2 separate regions of the Macaca mulatta genome follow, and region 1 is linked to region 2. The links are chromatin contacts, called in public Hi-C maps. All regions are on one chromosome and are shown on one strand. Each heading gives the region's core, a stretch centred on a gene start, on an enhancer-like site or on the middle of the called end of the contact. The rest is flanking DNA. Distances are from core to core; before and after follow the strand shown.

Region 1 (3,045 bases), core at 171-2,670, 74 kb after region 2:
GCCCTTGATATCATGGCTTTCCTGCTCCCTAACCTTAGCACAACAGTTCATAGAAGTCTCATCTCTAATGGCTCAACTGTCCTCTAAAATCATGACAAGAGGATGACGGGGTGACACTTTGGATCCTTTTAAATTTTTTTTTATCGAGGTCAAAGCTCCAGAGCAGGGCTTAAACCATTTTGGAGAATCCCCTGGATTCTCTGGAGCTTTGAACACAACGCGATTCCACCTGAAGACACCTTTGGCTTCTTTATTTATAACATAGGGGAGAAGACTTTATTTAATGCTAAGCCAGGGTCACCTGACACCCCTAGAGGCAGGACGGTCTGGGCGCAGGGAAGCCAGGATGGGTGGTAGGGCGGATTCAAACAAGCCAGAGGCTTAGGAATGATCTCCCCGAGCCCAGCAATGGGCTCTTTACTTGAAGAATGCGAGCAAAAACCCGTCCCGCCCTCACACCACAGTATCTCCCTTCTGCCCCTCCCTGAGTAGACCATAAGAGCCCTAGACCAGGAGCCCCTGTTCCGCCACTCACTGGCTGCAAGTCCTTGGACAGGTCGACTTTGGGTCTCCAGGACCCAAGGGTCTCATCTGTACAACGGGGATCATGATCTCCGTTCCACAGGCAGTTGTGAGGCTCAGAGGGGTAACAGTGCGAACGCGCTTTGTCAGAGGCTGAGCCCTGGCCCACCGGCGCGTTAGGACCATGACGAATTACTTCCCCGGTCTCGGCTTCTCCACGGCCTCCCAGCCGTGGAGAGGTTGAGAGAATCGTGCTGTTCGCCGGTCACCCCAGGGTCAGGGTCCTGGCTGCGTCCCCGCCACCCCGCCCCGGGTCCCCTCACCTCCATCGGTTGATCCCGACTGAGGAGGAGGCCGCGAACCACGGGTCGAGAATGTAAACGCAGCGCACGCAGCGCGCCCCGCGCACGGCCGCCAGCAGCGCCGGGTTGTCGTGGAGCCGCAGCCCTTTGCGGAACCAGTGCACTGAAGAGGCGCCGTCCGTGCCGGGCGCTGGCGCCGGGGCCACAGCTGCCGCCGTCGCCACAGTCGCCGCCATGACTGTCCAGACTGCTCCGGCCACCCCCGCTCCGCCCCGGTAGGCGACGCGGACCCCGCCCACAGACCGCCCAGTGACCTATGACGCCGCAGCTCCTCCCTTCGTCCCCGCCCCCAGGGCCTTAGAGCTCCTGTGCCATTGGCTGAGTGCCTCCCGCCCGGCGATTGGCCCAGAGACGCCAGAACAGGCCCCGCCCCCTCACGTTCCTACCATGTGTGGGTCCGCCTGGGTGGAGCTGGCAGGCGGACAAGTGACGCAGGCTGGCACAGTCCGCGGAGGGCCGGGAGTGGGCCGAGTCTCGAGGTACAGCGGATCTCTTACACATGTCCTGTTCAGGGCCTGCTTCTAGAAGAAGCTGCCTGGGCTGGTAGGGGTTGCTGTGACTACAGTCAGAGACTTGCAAAACTGACAACTGACCTTCCTATTATCACCAACATCGTCACCAGCATCATCTACATCATTCTACTACAACTGCCATTTATTAAGTGCACTTTATATGGCAAGAGACATGATCATCTCCTTACATAGTCGGTCTCATTTACTATTCTGAACTCAGCCCAGTTACATTCATTTAACGAACACCAGTGGAAGAGCTGCTGTTATTTTTGTTTTACAGATGAAGAAAATGGAGGGTGCCGCAGGTTGAGCGACTTGCTCAGTATCATAAAGCTACTAAGAGGGATTTCACCCAGATTATTCTGATTTTGAAACTTCTGCTTTTATCCACGAAGCTATACTTCTCTTTGTGCGAAGATCCTTGGTAATTCCAAGTGGCAGAGTCCAAGGATGGAGAAGGAGTGCCCTGATACGCAGCATTAGAGGATTTGGGAGTAGGGACTGGGAATGTGGAGGACTTGAGCTCGTAATTATGCCATCAGATGAATTTATTTTCTTTTAGTCTGTTTAGTAGATCCAGTGGTACTATTGTGTGCAAAGCACTGTACTGGATTCCGGGTGGGGTTCAGAGATGTGGGGGACACTGTCCCCATTCTTCTGGGACGCCAGGTGGAACCCTCTTATTCCTCTGGCGTCTAGCATAGAGCTTGCTGATTGACTGACTAAATGGCAAGAGAAGCTATAAACACCAGCAACAAGGTGTTGGGGAAGGCTAAGATGGCTTAGTCAAGCTGCAGCTTTGGGGTTATCAGGTGGAGAACAGTCTGTTTCAACTTGGCCCTAGGTTGAGCCCATGCTTGGAACCCTTCCTGGACCTGGGACAGTGTGATGAAAGCATTTAGCAATTTAGTCTGCAATTTAGTGGCATTAATTGGCACCACTCTCTAAACCAGTGTCACTGCAATCCTAGGCATTCTCTGCCATTTCCAGGGCTTTTCACAAGCTGTTCCCGCAGTCTAGATCACACTCCCTCTTCCTTCTTTGTTTCTAACTCCAGTTTGCTCTGTATCATTGTTCAGTGTAGATGTCACCTTCTTGCTGTCTGATCCCAACCTGAATAGTGCCCCGTCTCATTCTGTGCTTCTTTGTGGTCACTTGTCTTGGCACACAATACTGGAATTTCTTGCTTAAATGTCTTAATGCCCCATTAAAGTATAAACTCCTGGAGAGCAGGGGCTGTGGCTTATTTACAGTTGTATGTCCAAAGTCTAGCTCAGTGCTTGGCACCTAACGCTCAAGGATTATTTGAGTAAAAATTGCACTAGAGTCTCATATTGGCAGGCTCTTAGAGGCTTATCCTAGTCCCCTTACCTGGCCCTGTCCTTATTTTTGAATTTCCTTTCCAAATGCTTGCTGAATAAATCGATGCCACCTTTCATTACTTTTATTTTAAGGTTTTGTGTTCCCCCTCTCCTATCCCCTCTTCTCTCCACAAGGTTGGTGCTTTGCTAGGAATGGAACAGAGTGTAAGGAGGTGTTTCTCCCTTAAACAACCTCAGAGATGAGTCCTCTTCCCTTTTACTCCTCTAAATTCCCGTAATGCTGTATCTGTATTCTGTGAGCCCGGGACTGTGCTTGTCTTACTTATC
Region 2 (2,737 bases), core at 201-2,700:
CCTTTCCCTGCGTCGTCGTTCTTTGATGTGAGTAGAGGGCAGCTCTAATCCCCCCCCGATAGAGAAGAAAACTAAGCTATGGAGTAGGGTGGGGTGAGGCAGTGGAAGGAAGGCTGTGGTTTCCTGGTGAGGTGTAATGCTTAGACCTGGTCTCTAAAAAGAAAATTAAAGTTAAAAAAAAAAAAAAGAATAAAAAGAAACCGCCTAGTCTCTGAGGTCAGAAAAGACCAGCACTCAGATTTTGGCTGGGCGTTCTTAAACGGATGCTTTCTTCATCTGGTGATATCTGGTGGAGAGGATTAGATAAAATAATGCATTACTGCCGGGCGCGGTGGCTCAAGCCTATAATCCCAGCACTTTGGGAGGCCGAGACGGGCGGATCACGAGGTCAGCAGATCGAGACCATCCTGGCTAACACGGTGAAATCCCGTCTCTACTAAAAATACAAAAAAAAACTAGCCGGGCGAGGTGGCGGGCCCCTGTAGTCCAGCTACACGGGAGGCTGAGGCAGGAGAATGGCGTAAACCCGGGAGGCGGAGCTTGCAGTGAGCTGAGATCCGGCCACTGCACTCCAGCCTGGGCGACAGAGCGAGACTCCGTCTCAAAAAAAAAAACAAAACAAACAAAAAAAAAGCATTACTATTACTATTCCCAGGGTACCATAAATCCGCTGGCCCACTGCTTCACCCTTGCCACGCCCCTTTTCCCGCAGCCAATCAGCGGCTGCCCCCCCAGAGCGCCCGTCCCCTCCACCACTCGCCGCAGCTCTCCCGATGCCACCCGTTCCAGGGAGGCTGCTTGGTTTGGGAAGGTATTCCGCAGGAGTCGCCCCCTCCCTTGGGGCGCAGCTGAGGACTGCGAGGTGCGTCCGAGGGCCGAAAAGCTGAGATCGATTCTGAGTTCAAGGATCAAGTCTGCCCTCAAACCATTTTACAGATCGGGAAATCCGAGACCCAGAGAAGGGACACTCCCGCCCAAGGGCCCCCTAGCCGAGAGAAGCCCGGGCCAGGGCTTTCTTCGCGTATGTGGGAATGCAGGCGCGCGCCCTTGGGGGGCACAGTGCATACGGGAGCTGGGGCCGAAACCCAGCACTAACTGTGCTGTCTAGGGGATCCAGACGGCACTAGGGGGCTGGACTCCTTACTGCCTCAGTTTCCCCAGCACTACCTTTGTTGAGGAAACGGAGATGGGGATACTGGCCGAACGCGCGCCTTCTGAGACACAGTCCGACTGCATTTAGACGCCCGCATCTCTCCGAATCTGATCGAGGCTCCTTTTTTCAAGAACCCGCTATCTCCCAGCCCTTTAAAGTCCGGCCCTGCCGTTCGAGTCTCTCGGCGTTCCATTGGAAAGACTCGGCGCTCCAGCTCCCTTCTCTAGAATGAACTGCTCTGACTGCCGCCCAGCTTTCCCGGAGTGTTAACTGCGCAGGCGCAAAGGCAGCCAACCCAGTAAACGGAAGAGCTGGGTGCCGATCACACTGGGCGGGTCAGGGGCGGTGAGCGTGTTAACCAATGACTTGAGGGAGTAGGGGGCCGGGTTTGGGCCCTCAGTTGCTAAGCGCTACCCGAGTGGGAAGTGGTTCAAGAGATGGGGTGAAGGGTGGTTCACCGGCTCTTCAAGTCACCAGCCTTCTGGCCCGCGGAAGTTAAGCAACCGAGAGGTGGGCCTAAGACCGGAAGCAGGAAGGAGGGCGCAGGAAGCAGGGCGCCGCAGCCTGGCGTACGGTCCTTCCGTGGATCTGTTGGTGCCGAGGGCAGGATGGAGAAGCTGCGGCTCCTGGGCCTCCGCTACCAGGAGTACGTGACTCGTCACCCGGCCGCCACGGCCCAGCTGGAGACGGCAGTGCGGGGCCTCAGTTACCTGCTGGCAGGTGCCACCTTGACCTTTGATCCGTTCCTTCTGGGCCCTGACCTATGACCCCAGTGGCCCCCTTCCCTGCGGAGTCAGGGTAGTGATCGCTGTGCTTGAGAAGACCCATCCAGGTTCCCAAAGGGCGTAGGGAGGGGACGTCCGGGACCTGAAGACTAAATGTAAGGCAGATGCTCACTCACACCTCCCTCTGTACCCTCTCCCCAGGTCGATTCGCCGATTCGCACGAGCTGTCAGAGCTGGGTGAGCCGGGCTCTGGGGGTGGGGGATGGGGGATCGGCTGCCTGGCCCCAGGTGAGTTCCCCAGAGCGGGTGAACACCCCAACCCGAGGTCCTGGACTGCCCGTTAGACTCCTTGTGCTATGACTGAATCGGAACAAGGTCTGTTGTTCACTGTCCTGGGCCTTCCATGTCCCTAAGTCAAGAGACAGCCTGGGGACCTTATCTGAGTATTCACTACTGGCCAGGAGCTGGGCTAAGTACCTTTCTTACCTTTACTTGTTAATCCTCCCTACAGTCATATTAAGTGGAACTGTTATTGTCCTCACTGTCCATTTAAGGAAGAAGTTCAGTGAGGTTAGAGAACACTTACTGATGGTCCCAGAACAAAGATTCGAGTCTAGATCTCCCAGATTCCAGGATTTGCAGATGGTAACTACCTCAAGAGTGTTTGTCCAGTGACTGCTGTCACAGTCCTGAAAGAATGAAGTGGGTTTTGAAAAGCAGAGGTGAGGCCAGGTGCAGTGGCTCACGCCTGTAATCCCAGCCACTTTGGGAGGCAGAGGCGGGTGGATCGCCTGAGGTCAGGAGTTTGAGACCAGCCTGGCCAACATGGTGAAACACCGTCTCTACTAAAAATACAAAA

The links. A called contact is a pair of places that touch in the nucleus more often than the background predicts.
Region 1: a contact with region 2 is called in a Hi-C map of fetal cortex germinal zone, with 3 times the contacts expected there. The contact joins the promoter of CRY2 here to the promoter of PEX16 in region 2. A contact is called at or near these places in 3 of 14 Hi-C or Micro-C datasets (CD4 T cells, cortical neurons and fetal cortex germinal zone).

What each region holds. Positions count from the first base shown.
Region 1 is chr14:19,772,304-19,775,348 of T2T-MMU8v2.0, forward strand. CRY2 (cryptochrome circadian regulator 2) reads right to left here and starts at 1,421. Exons shown (of 12, transcript XM_077963023.1): 1 at 1,271-1,421.
Region 2 is chr14:19,698,551-19,701,287 of T2T-MMU8v2.0, forward strand. It overlaps PEX16 (peroxisomal biogenesis factor 16), which reads left to right and starts at 1,451. Exons shown (of 11, transcript XR_013403907.1): 1 at 1,451-1,873; 2 at 2,080-2,115. LARGE2 (LARGE xylosyl- and glucuronyltransferase 2) reads right to left here and starts at 1,417. Exons shown (of 16, transcript XM_077963015.1): 1 at 1,168-1,417.